Regions from separate parts of the Sus scrofa genome. Here region 2 is linked to region 1. The links are chromatin contacts, called in public promoter capture Hi-C maps. All regions are on one chromosome and are shown on one strand. The core of a region is the stretch at or near the end of the contact, and the rest is flanking DNA. Distances in the headings are between cores, read along the strand shown. Region 1 holds the start of EXTL2 (exostosin like glycosyltransferase 2). Region 2 holds the start of TRMT13 (tRNA:m(4)X modification enzyme TRM13 homolog).

Region 1 (6,667 bases), core at 2,245-4,744:
AACAGGCCACCTGAAGGCAGAACAAGTCATGTATCACTGATGTTTTCCTCAGGTACTGGGGAATATTTACAAATGACTTGGAGAACAATAGTTTTAGTAATTTCCTCAATAGATCCCTATAGATCCAAAGAATTACTATATACCCAACTTTCTATAAAGAGATGGTTTAGGCACTTCAAATATGAACTCCTTCAAGACATTTCATATAGTAATTTACGCAATGGAAAGCCATAGTGAAACATAAGACATTGGAATATAAAGTAACTGTAGCAAAACCGTACACAGGCAAACCAAGATATAGTCCTGATGCAGTCAGCACCTATGCCACAATATAGCATAATTTAGGAAGAGGACAATATAAAATGAAAATCTGGTATATTTGTAATAAAGTATGATTATTTCAATACAAGCTAAAACAATACAGTGCTTTTCACATGTACAATACATTATAGGGTGTTACTATTATAGGACACATATACCTGATTCCCAGAGGATTATAAATGGTTATTACATATATTGAGATTTTTATTATGTTTCAATATGCCTTTTACACTCAAATGGTGACTAAACCAATAACCTTCACAATCAGCTGAGAATTTCTGATAAAACTGAAGTGACATTTGAATTGAAAGGTCCTTTTTCAGATGAAGGTATACATGTCTCAGAAACTGGTGGTATCACCTGAGGTCATTGTTCAAACTCAACAGAGATAAAGATCAAGAACAGCAATTCTCTCTGAAAATGCACTTAAAGAACAGAGACTAAGTGTATTTAATTCTTAGGAAATAAAGCATAGATGGCATAGTTTTTGGGTTTTTTTGTTTTTTTTTCTGGTTTGTTTGGGGTTTTTTTGCTTTTTAGGGCCGCTCTGTTGGCATATGGAGGTTCCCAGGCTAGGGGTCGAATTGGAGCTACAGCTGCCGGCCTACACCACAGCTCACAGCAACCAGGGATCCCCGACGCACTGAGCTAGGCCAGGGATTGAAACGGCATCCTCATGGATTCGTTTCAGATTCGTTTTCAATGCCTCACGATGGGAACTCCAGATGGCATAGTTCTTAATTTGGGGTCCAAGATCTACTTCAAGGAACCCAAGAAAAAACTTAAGTTTTATATAATTTTTTTTCTTTTTAGGGCCGCACCCACGGCATATGGAGGTTCCCAGGCTAGGGGTCGAAATAAGCTGTAGCGTGGCCTAAGCACCAGAGCCACAGCAACGCCAGATCTGAGCAGCCTCTGAGACCTACACCACAGCTCACGGTAACGACGGATCCTTAACCCCCTGAGCGAGGCCAGGGATCGAACCCTCAACCTCAACCTCATGGTTCCTGGTTGGATTTGTTTCCGCTGAGCCAGAACAGGAACCCCCAGATAAAATTTTGAAGTGTTGGCTTTATAAGATTCTCAAATGTGTATGATATTTAAAGATGCATCAGTATACCTCCAAGTGAGATGATCTTATTGTTAGCCAATTTTACAAGATCTTACATTATTCAACAGCAAACACCCGGATAACAGTACAGTTATATTGGATATACCTCTTCGCAAAGCAGTTAAAAAACAAAACCAAAACAACCAAATGTGACACCAAAAACCATCAACTCAAAAGATGTAAAGCTTTCAGAAAACTACACGGGATTTTCTACCGCAGTCAAGACCGGAGGAAAATCATGAGACAGTTTCAGCCTAATGCCAAGAAAAAAAAGAGCATCAAAAGGGATATAAAGATATCCCTTTTAAAAACCTCTTCCTCATTCCAAGATCTAATAACATATTAAGTAGAACATGTGATATTCCCTCCCGGACTTTTAAGGGAGAATCTAAATGCCACTCCCCCACAGAGAGGCAGGAAACGTGTTTCTCCCAGTTCCAAGAAAGTGGGGCAAAGCTAACGCGTGTAAAGACAAAAGACTGTCTCCATGTGTCAAACTGAAGAAGGGTCTTGGCACTCGCGTTTATCGGACTAGGGGGTGGTGGTGGAAGGAGGGAGCGGGGACCTAAATTTTAACTGCTGCATGTGATGGCCCAGAATTTTAAGAAACGTAAGCATGCCAGACCAGTGTGGATATGAGAAAGCAACTCTGCAGCAGAGGTGGTGGCAAAGGCAAGACCTGAACCTCCCGGTGAGCAGCTACGTGGCACTAAGCAAACAGTGTTTCGTCTCCCCCACCCTCTGCTTCCGCCCCAACCCTTTTTCCCTTTGGTTACCAGTTGCTCCAGATGCCGTAGAGTAGTTCGACAAAAGCGAAAGAGAGGTTCAGGCACAGGAAGAAAAACAGGTTCCGAGACGTCTTGTCCGACAGGATGGACCTAGGCATGACACAAGTGGGGAAGAGCCGGGAAAGTCAAAGCGGGCCGGGACCCGGAGGCTGGGTTCTCCTTTCAAGACCCTCCCAGTCCACACTTTCAAAACGAGGGTGTCCCCGACGCTCCCTCCCTGGACCTCGAGCCATCCTTAGGTTTGGGCCTTCTCCCCTTCTGCCAGACATCCCCATCCCGCAAACACAGCACCCCGCACCTAAACCAGCCCGAGATCTTGCCGAACAGATTGAACTTGGGTGGTTTGTATTCATCGTCCTTGATGGACAGGGGCAACATCTTCTCTGCCCGGCGAAGGGCCGGGTCTACACCCCACTAGTAGCGGCTCCGTGGGTGATGGTAGTGACAGTGGTGACGCCTCAGATGGGAAGCCCCGGAGCTTGTCCCGGGCCGCGCGCCGCTTCCAGACACAGACTCAGACACAGACTCAGACACACACACCCGGGAACCCGCCGACTTCCGGCCCGGGCCGCGCAACGCGTCCTGGGACGGGAAAGGGGGAAGGCGGGGCCGAGGGCGGGACTTGCGCGGTGGGGCGGGGCTTACGACAGGGGGCGGGGCTGCGCGGGTTTTTCTGCGAGTTAAAGGTGGTTGCAACGACTCGGTGTTCCAAAGGGCCGACCTGGGGTGGAGTCCCGCCACCTGGACTGAGGAGGAAAGTCCTGAGCTGGCCCTCTCACGGCCTGGGCTGGGTGGGAAGTTGAGAGCCCGCACTCGTCCACCCTGACCGCCTACCGCCGATGTTCCCGGATGCGCTGGCGTCCAGCGCCAGCCCTTTCGCCCTTACCCCTGTTATCATTAAGACCTGATGCCCTGGGCAGCAGTGCTTAAGAACCTAGGCCGCACGTTCTCTCGCCTTCACTCCACAGGAAGCGCAAATGATGGTTTTGCTGGGTGAACCCTGGACACCCACATCCTAACAATCCACCCCGCCCCGCCCCCCGAAAACAGCGCCTGACCTCTCCGTACTGCCACGCTGGAGGCAATCAATAAAGGTCTTCCGAAAGAATTTTAAATGTATTTAAGAGAACCCTTTAAAAGGAGCGCCGACGAGACTGGGTTGGAATGCAGGTTTGGTTAAGGCATTGCTTCCACGACAATTCTCAATCCGCAGATAACCCAAAACTCGAGTTCCTACACGTCCCCTTCACTTCCAGGTCATCCCGGAGGCCGCAGTCGCGGCTCTAACGCTCGTCAGAACCCCACTGCCCATCGCGAGGAAGTGCAGGAAAAACAGGCTCTTTGGTGGGACGCAGGGACGTGCGGAGCTCGGGGAGGCTAGCCCGACGGGCCTGTCCTGGGCACCCACGGTCGTTGGAACTCGTCTTCGGGCGTCTTTCCGGGAAATTGCTTGGGTAAGGTCAGGTGGTCCATCACCTGAATGAGTACAAGGTGTTGTCTTGGGGGAGAAATGGGGATAAAGGACGACCGGCTTTTGGAGGTGGGCTGGAAACTACAAAACCGAGCTTCTTGGGAACAGCCTTATAGTCTAACAGGAAGTGGAGCGTCACCGAAAGGGAGGGGTGGCCGCCCGGGACGGCCCCCTGCTTCAGGCTCTCTCTTTGCGGTCAGCGTTTCATCCAGGTTATCCATCCAGCGAGTGACGCCAAGTCCTTGCACGCTACTGGGTTTGGAAAAAAACAAAAAATGAGCAAGCGAGACGCCCCTTCCGTTTTATGATCACCAAGCTGCAAGCAAATAAATCGGCTGGTCCCACTGCAATCTTCTGCACTCGAGGTAAGGAAATACCAAAATGCTCTCATGTTAAAAATGTTCTGCAGTGAGCATATATGTGTTTTGCTCTCCTTGGAACTTTGTGAGTATGTGGGGTGGTGATTAGGTGGTTTTATTTTTAAAAACATAATTTATGTACTCTGCAATTTTTTTTAAATGTCCATGTTAATTAAAACTGCTTTATAAAAACAGCTAGATTCCAGAAATTAAGTTCTGGAAAGAGTACTTTGCCTTTCTAGGCATATATTTCATTATTTTAACTTAAAGAAATATTTTCAATTAGTAGCATTTATTTATATTTTTAGGAAGCTTTTATATTAGCCATAGACTGAATTTTATTCAACTGCACTGCCAGGGAAACATCAGTGGGTACAAACTGGGTTCAAGATAAATATTTCCATGGCAATTGAGTTTTTCTCCAAAGCTGCTTTATTTCAATATGATGTAACTTTGCTGGGGGGGGGGAGGTGAGGGTATATGGAAGTAACTAAATGTCAGCAACTGATTTGCAGCGTTCCCTTAACTCATCAAGGTCAGCTGGAATTTGAGCTTGTGTTTTTGTATTCTGCCTTTGAAGATAAATTCTGCATTTTATCTTATATTGCTTTGGATGAGAAATTGCTCAGCTGGTTTATAGAGAAATCTGCAATACCCTTTTTCATAATAGCTTTTAAATAAGTTGGAAAAATTGAAGTTTAATTTCAGTTGTATTGGTCCTGGGACTCCTAAGTCCCCACTCCTCACCCCCAAAATATAAGATAGCTATTCCCATGAGGGCCTTCTTTCAAAAGGCGGCAATGCCACTTCACATCTTTCATCCTTAAGTGGCAAAATTACCAACTGCAATACGAAAAGCATTTTACTAGAAATGGTAATTGGACACTTTAAATCACGAAAAGTTCTCTGAGTGGAAAATGTTTGATGTGTCTCACTTCTTTTATCTTCTTGAAATGATTGCCCCATATATGTTAACCAATATGTATTGTCATATCAAAGCTAAAGTTACTTTCTTTCATTCATTCAACAGTCATTCAGTGAACATCTACCATGTACTAGGCTCTGTGCTGGGCAGAGGTGGGGGAAGGGAAGTGGGTTACAAAACCTGACAAGTCAAGGTTCTTTCCCTGGAGGAATTTTATGGAAAGAAGCTAGATGTGAGGAGAGGGCAAATCAGGCCAGGATTTTAGAACTGCATAATATTTAAGATGTGCACAAGAGTGCTTTTGATGTAGCAGGGAGGAACAACTGTCACTCGAGTTTAGATACATGTTAAGCCTTCCTTTTGCCCCTTCCATAACATGTATCATGAAAGAATATGATTTGGGAAAATCAAAAATGATTCTTCAGCTGTATGCAGGTGGTCATTACAGCTGCAGTATCCTACAAGTCTCCAATCAGTTCTGAATTCCTTCATATGATATAAGATTCAGTGGGTTTATAAGATTACATAATAGAAATATGTATCTATCTATCTATATATCTGCATTAGGGTAACTATGCAAACTATATGGGGGAAAAAACTCAGCCTTTTAGATGTGCGATTAAGGGCTGTGAGAAATGAAAGCAGAGAAGATGAAGGGGCAGAAGCTCGTCTCCAGCCAAAGTTCCAGCTCCTTGGGTTCAAGGTTCCAGTTCCAATAGTCAGTAGGGAATAAGAAGGATGCCATTTGTCATTCCTCAGTAATCAATCCTCACATTTATCTGCAATCCTATTTTAGACCCTGTGGATTTTTAGTACTTCAAATTGAATGCCCTATGAACCTTTAGTGAAAAAAAGAGGTTTTGATGGTAGATAAAACTACAGATGCTAAAAAGCATCTAGAAATTGAATACAAGTGCAGGTTGCTAATGCATAAGAGGTCTTACCCCATGGCATATATGTTCTGGTTTCACATGTGTAAACACATTAGATTATCGGGATTGTGTGAGTTTCTTCTACTTCCGGATACTTAAGAGAAAGAGAAAAACAAAAATATAGCAGTGTTGGTACCAACTTCACAGGAAGCTGTTATCTACCTAATTGCCTAAATGTAATTTTTAGTACACATTATAGCAAATTTTAATTTCTAAAAATAATTCAAAGCCTATGGCCAATAGCATAAAAATTCATTTTTAAAAAATTTCCTGCTGGTTGACAAAAACATCACAAAAATTTTCTGATTTTCCTTAATAGTGCCAAGAGAGCCTGTTCCTATGAATTACTGAAGCCATAAAGAAAAAAATTTTTAAATTAAAACTTTACCATAATGAGGTAAGTACCAGTTGTTGTTGTTGTTGTTGTTTATTTTTTAAAAACTGGGGTAAAATATAGCTAATATCTGCCATCTTAACCATTTTTAAGTGTATAGCTCATAGTGTTAAATGTATTTACATTGTTGAGCAGCCAATCTGGAGAACTTTTTCATCCTGCAAAACTGAGAGTCTATAACCATTAAACAACAACTCTATTTCTCTGTTCCCCAAACCCCCGGCAACCACCATTTTACTTTCTGTTACTATTATTTTGACTACTCTAGATTCCTCATGTAAGTGAAATCGTAGAATATTTGTCCTTTTGTAAACTGGCTTATTTCACTGGGCATGATGTCCTCAAAGTCCATCCATGTTGTACCAA
Region 2 (6,667 bases), core at 2,800-5,299, 590 kb after region 1:
ACGGTGATAATCACTGTTTCTAGCATAGAAAAACCCTTCTCTGACCCATACTTACTGTTTTGGATCTAAAGGACACAGGATTCTTTTCCGAGCATTTTCTTCCTAATTAAAAAAAAAAAAAAGAAACAAAAACATGATATATTTATTTGAATAAAGTATCAAGTTCATTGGTTACAGATACTAGATACAACTTCAATGTAATCATAAGCTTATGCCATCCCCAAACAAGGTAAGAAAACCTTAAAAGTACATTAATAAAACATTGGCAAAATCAAGTCACAGAGTTTAACAGCAGTGCAATGAGATAGTGCCTTAACCTATCAGAATGCCTATCATCAAAAAGAACAAAAACAGGGAACACCCTTGTGTTGCAGCAGTTTTCGGATCTGGTGTTGTCACTGCAGTGGCTCAGGCTGCAGCTGTGGCTAGGGTTTGATCCCTGGCCTGGGAACTTCCATATGCCACTGGCACGGCCAAAAAAAAAAAAAAAGACACAAACAACAAATGCGGATGATGATATGGAGAAAAGAGAACCCTCCTACCTTGTTGGTGGGAATATAAATAGGTGCAGCCACTGTGGAAAATGGTATGGAGATTTCTCAAAAAACTAAAAGTATAACTATCATATAACCCAGTAATTCCATGTTCCCAAAATAAACAAAAACGCTAATTTGAAAAGATATGTGCATCCCAGTGTTCACAGCAGCATTGTTTACAACTGCCAACACGGACGCAAAGTAAGTATCCATCAACAAATGAATGAATCAAAGAAGATGTGGATAGACAATGGAATGCTGCTCAGCCATAAAAAATAACAAATAACAAAATCTTGCCATTTGCAGCAACATGGATGGATTGAAAAGCATTATGTGAAGTGAAATAAGTCAGAGAAAGACAAATACTTTCTGATATCACTTACATGTGGAATCTAAAAAATACAGCTAGTGAATATAACAAAAAACAAACAGATTCACAGATAAAGAGAACATATTAGTGGTTACCAGTGGGGGTGGGGAGGACAATGTAGGGGTAGAGGATTAAAAGGTACAAACTATTACGTATAAAATGAACTACAGAAGCTCCTGCTGAGGTGCAATGGATTAAGAATCCAACTGCAGTGGCTCAGCTTGCTGCTGAGTTATGGGCTGAATCCCTAGCCCAGCACAATGGGTTAAAGGATCTGGTGAGGCTGCCATACTCTACCAGGTTTTCAACGTTATTTTTTTACTTTTTAGGGCCGCACCCACGGCACATGGAGGTTCCCAGGCTAGGGGTTGAACTGGAGCTATAGCTGCTGGCTTATGCCACAGCCAAAGCAACGCCAGATCCGAGCTGCGTCTGAGACCTATACCACAGCTCATGGCAACGCAAGATCCTTAGCCCACTGAGCAAGGCCAGGGATAGAACCTGCAACCTCATTGTTCCCAGTCTGATTCATTTCCACTGCACCATGACGGGAACTCCTCAATCTTTTAGTATAGAAGAGTTACATCCTGTTCCTTTCTAAGTTACATGAATTTAACTATACACACTTGGGAAAAAAATAAAGGAATTAATAATGTTGGCAATTCTACCCATCATTGATATGAATCTTTATATAACAGGATAGTGTAACAGTTAAAACCAAAGGTCAGCCATACTGTCTAGGTATGATTCTCAATTCTATCAGTCCTAACTCTATGATCTAAGGTAGTCTTACTGCTTCATCTGAAAGATGAGAATATATCATACCTCCTAAGGTTTGTAAAAATTAAGTGAGCTATTATTAAAAAAAAAGAGCTAAGCACAGTGCTATTCATACAGTAAATGCTAAGTGTTCACTATCAGTATTAACAATTTCTTCTTCAGTTTATTTCAGTTCTGATCTGCCTCCCAGAATATCCATGAAACTATGTACATCAATTTTCATGAACAAGAGAGAATTTTCAGTATCTTTTTGAAAATACAGTACATTGTTCTTTGTTGTTGTTGTGCCCATGGCACGTGGAAGTTCTCAGGTCAGGGATCGAACCTGCGCCACAGCAGTGACCCAAGACACAGCAGTGACAATGTCAGATCCTTAACCCACTGATCCATGAGGAAACTTCCAACACTATTGCTTATTTGCTAACTTTTAAAGTCTAATCTCCTTGAAGAAGAAGACTATGCTAACCTTCGAAAGCCTAATGATAGAGTAGGAGGAAAAAAGCACTTCTAAATTTTATTATTTGGGTTTAGAAACAGAAAGTTTCTCAGTCTTGGCATTACTGATATTCTGGGCTGGATGGTTCTTTCTTGTGGGGGCCTTCCTACCCATTGTAGGATGTTAAGTTAGCTTCTCCAGCCTCTATCCACTAGACGCAAGAAACACTCTTCAGCTGTGGCAACCGAAATGTCTTCAAACATTGCCAAGTGTCTCCTGGGGGGACTAAACCACCACCATTTAAGAACCACTGGGTGAAATGAGTACAAGTGGTCTCAGCTATAGATGACACTTAAGAAAAAAAGATGGAAACATACCACTCAGTTACATAATAAATTACAGATTCAGTAGGATGCCCCAAATTGAAAACCAAATCATAATCATGGAACGTGTCTCCACTTGGTATTTTGCAACCTTTCTTTAAGGGATTAATAACATGATGTTATTCCTTTCTAGGAATACAAATCACTCTGTAAGGACCTATTTCTATTCTACTACTCTCAGCATCTGCAGTCACCTTCTGGACGTCTGGTCACGGTGAAGTGTAAGGTCTTAGAGTGAGGACAAAGGCCTCCTCCAATCATAAAGCTCATTTTTCGATCAGGGGATGTTTGCTGGTCCCCTCAAAACCAGCCAAGGCAACAGTGAGTGTACTTCAAAGAGTCCTTGTAAGTCACAAGTCACTTACATTCCAAAACAAGAATCTGCTTGTTTTAGTACACTTCACTCTACGCAAATGTCAGTCAAATCAACACATGAAGTACAGCTTTGGCTATGAGGGACAGTAGCAGATGGCAGGGCTGGAGGGGGTGTGTGTGCGCGCGCGCACGCGCATCTGTATTAGACATTGCCTAGCAGGAGAAACCATCGGACTCACAAAGAAAAGAAATGTAAATAACACCGGACATTCAGAAGACATGAAATCAGATGCTTGTCTATTTGGTTTAATTGTTCTAAAAGCTATCAAACATGCTCTTTCTATAAGCATTCTGCTCTTGCTGTTTTTAAAATTTTCTATCATATATCTCCTAAAGAAAAACACATACATAAAGATATATAGTTCGACATCACAATCATACGTTTAATGGAACAAAATCATACAGTTTCTGTTCTCAGTGTTGAGTCAATTCTTACATGTTTTTAAATCTTTCCTTCCCCTTTGCAGCAAAGTAGTTATTAGTTGCTTTCAAAAGACTGTACATCTAATTCACAAGAAGTGACTCACAATAATTCACAAGAAGTGATTATCGTTCACAAAACAATGAAAACACAATGAGTGAAACCTTGGGATCTGTCTTCTTTCTAAACCACCACTTCCCATCAGGAAGGCGGAGAGTGAGCGGAGCGCAAGAAGCGGTAGTCTGCGGTAAAACTACAATCTAGCGTTACCACGAGTTGGTATCAAGATAAACGGGTCACTGCTGGCGCTTTACTTAGTACAAGACAACACTGCACTTCACTACGGCTCATCATCGCTCCCTAGGGAGGCCAGGACTGCGTTTATCACGGGAAAAGCTGGAAACTCCAGGGGACAGAAGCAGAAATCTGTCAGAGAGGGAAAGTGCCGGACCAGGAAACTTATTTCCGACCCTCGAGAGGGTAAGGCGATACCAGACCTCCGCCGCTCCAGCGTGTTCACCACAGAACCTTTTCCCCGCTGCCACCACCATCCTGCAGAACCGCTTCTTCTTTTCCACATAGTAACCGCATCGCCCCTCTGCTGGAGAGTCAGTTCCATGCGGTGTCGGCGCAGAAGCCGCCATAATTCAGGGCTTACTTCAGGTAGCAAGCATCGATCCGGCGAAGAGAGGAAAAGTTGTTAGCGCCTCTCGGGTTCCCTTCCCTTAACAAATATGGCGGCCTCGGATCCCGCCACGCAGGAGGGTACCCGGAACGACCGCCCAGCCGTCACAAAACCGGAAGAAGCTGATGGTGGCCGGCGAGGCCCAAACCTCCTCCGTATCGTCTCTGCTTCACTTTCCCCGCCTCTTCCGCGGAAGCCGAGCGCCAAACTTAAACAGGCCCCGGAGGCCTTTCAGGCTAGTACCGCTGACCCGCCGGCCCGTTTGGGTTTTTCCGCACACCGGCCGGGGCAGGGGTTCAGCATGAGCCAGATTCTGTTCCAGCAACTCGTCCCGTTGCAGGTGAAATGTAAAGACTGCGAGGAGAGGTGAGGGCCGCGTTACTCTGTGCCCGCGGGTGGCGGTTAGGGGTCGGGCCAAGGGGGAAAGATGGCGGCTCCGGCCGGTGGGCCCCGGCCTGCGCTGGGTGTGCGGCCCATCTCCCCGGGCCGCGGAGACAGAGCTGGCTGGGACCTCGTGGTCGTTTCAAAGTCTGCCGTTGCTGGGGAGGGAAGAGTGAGGAATGGGTCGCCGACCCGCATCAGTTTTTGTGTGTGTTTTTTTTTAAGTCTTATCTCTGGATGTTGTCATGGAGATGATAGCCCATTTCTCTTTTTGACGGATAAGAAGTCTGGCTCAGAGAAATTAAGTAATTTGCGTGAGAGCTCACGAGTTCACGGCGGGCGGGCACTAGAATTCAGGCTTTGGCTCACGGCCCTTTTTCCCCCCTCTCTCCTTTGAACGCTACTGGAAGTAAATGCAAGGTTAGACTTAAAAAAAAAAAAAAAACTCTACAAATTTGTGGTGTATTGCCTCTCTTTCGTCATAGTTACTAAAAATAAATTACGTGTAATAAATTGAAAAACAATTGTTGAAAACCATATATTCATTTAGTCATTCAACAAACGTTGAACACTCTTCCTGGGCACCGGGGATACAGTGATCAGGAGAGTTCTTGTGTTGGTGGAGTTTACAGTCTGGTGAGGGTGGAAATAAAGGCCAGTATCACAGATAAATGTAAAAGTTACAACTTTGGTTAAAGAGGTGGTGCTGTTGAGGCCGAAGTAGGGAGATTTGGCAGGAGATTTCAATTTTGTCTCAAGTGCACCACTCAGTGTCAGCTGGCTCCTCTCTGAACCTTGATTTTCCTCATTAGTAAAGCTGATAAAACATGGCTACCTACATGGTTGGTTGTTAATGAGGATCAGGTGTGAAAATATATGTGAAAACTAAGTGGTGTGGAAATGTGACATTAAAAGAAATGAAGACATTGATTTGTTGAGCTGCCAGTGATGTGAAATTAGTATGTAGTTCAGAATTAGGTCCAGAATCAATTGGCAAGCCAGGGAGGAGATGGTACCAAAACCAGCAGCTGTAAATGGAGATTTGTAGACTAGTTGGTTATTCTTTTGTGCTGCCCAATATGGGAGCCACTATGTTTATTGGACATTTGAAATGGAGCTAATCGGAACCGATGTGGCATGAGTAAAATGCACGTTGGACTTTGAAAACTTACTATGAGAAAAAAGGTATGTAAAATGTTTCCATTTTTATATTGATGGAATTTATAAATCATTATCTTAACATGTATTTTGCATTTTGCATATATAGGCAATATTTTGGATATATAGGGTTAAATATTAAAATTAATTTATCCGTTTTAATTTTTTAAATGTGGCTTCTAAAAAGTTAAAGATTACATAGGTGGCTTCATTGTATCTCTGTTGGACAGCCCTGTTCTGGAATGATTATAGAGAGATAAAATGTTGGGGGGGCATAATTTCTGATTCCAATATTGAAACTCCTAGCACTTCTTCATCTCATTACATTGTCATCACAGTTACCTCCTTAAAACACTATTTCAGCCTTTTCATTTCTCTTGCTTAGAAAGGTTTCATGTATTCCTTTCTCCTGCAGCAGGGGTCAGCACACTATTAGAGCCCATGGACCAAATGGCCCACTGCCTTTTTTTGTAAAGCTTTATTTTATATTTTTACAGTAGCATCTGTAGCATAAGGAAGTTCCCCAGCCAGGGGTTGAATTGGAGCTGCAGCTGAGGCCTACACCACAGCCACAGCAATGCCAGGTCTTTAACCCATTGGGTGAGGCCAGGAATCGAACCCACATCCTCATAGAGGCAATGTCAGGTCCTTAATCCACTGCACCGCAACGGGAAACCTGATAAAGCTCTGTTAAATGCAGCTGTTCTCATCTGTTCAAGAATTACCTATTGCTGCTTCTGTGCTGTAAGGGCAGAAATGAATAAATGTAACAGAGACCTTATGGCCTGCAAAGCCTAAAATATTTACCATGTGGCCCTTGACTTACAGGAAAAACAATCCAGGCTCTTTAAACAATCCAGTTCAACACTTGTTTGTGAATGCCTACTGTGTATTAGGCGCTGTCCTAGGTGCTGAGGATATAAAGCTCCCTTCCTCCAACAACAGCAGCAAAAAAAGTTTTCATTCTAGCCGTCAAGGATCTCACACTTTAATAAGGAAAACAGAAAGGTTTTTCTTTTTTGGAGAGGCAGCATGGCACAGGCTAAGAGTTCAGGCTCTGGAGCCAGATTGTCTGGGTTTAAATTCCAGTTCTACCGCTTTCTGTTTGGTTATGTACAATTTTTCTTACTTAAATTCCCTGT

Evidence for each region. Promoter capture Hi-C pulls out the DNA fragments that hold promoters and counts their contacts.
Region 2: a contact with region 1 is called in a promoter capture Hi-C map of liver, with 3 times the contacts expected there. The contact joins the promoter of TRMT13 here to the promoter of EXTL2 in region 1. A contact is called at or near these places in 1 of 5 promoter capture datasets (liver) and 1 of 47 Hi-C or Micro-C datasets (liver).

The regions. Positions count from the first base shown.
Region 1 is chr4:117,393,717-117,400,383 of Sscrofa11.1, forward strand. It overlaps EXTL2 (exostosin like glycosyltransferase 2), which reads left to right and starts at 3,495. Exons shown (of 5, transcript NM_001243549.1): 1 at 3,495-4,056; 2 at 6,227-6,304. The coding sequence starts at 6,300. SLC30A7 (solute carrier family 30 member 7) reads right to left here and starts at 2,667. Exons shown (of 11, transcript NM_001136211.1): 1 at 2,519-2,667; 2 at 2,209-2,310. The coding sequence starts at 2,598.
Region 2 is chr4:117,981,584-117,988,250 of Sscrofa11.1, forward strand. TRMT13 (tRNA:m(4)X modification enzyme TRM13 homolog) reads right to left here and starts at 4,050. Exons shown (of 10, transcript XR_002343574.1): 1 at 3,799-4,050; 2 at 56-102. SASS6 (spindle assembly abnormal protein 6 homolog) reads left to right here and starts at 4,016. Exons shown (of 17, transcript XM_021090148.1): 1 at 4,016-4,352. The coding sequence starts at 4,036.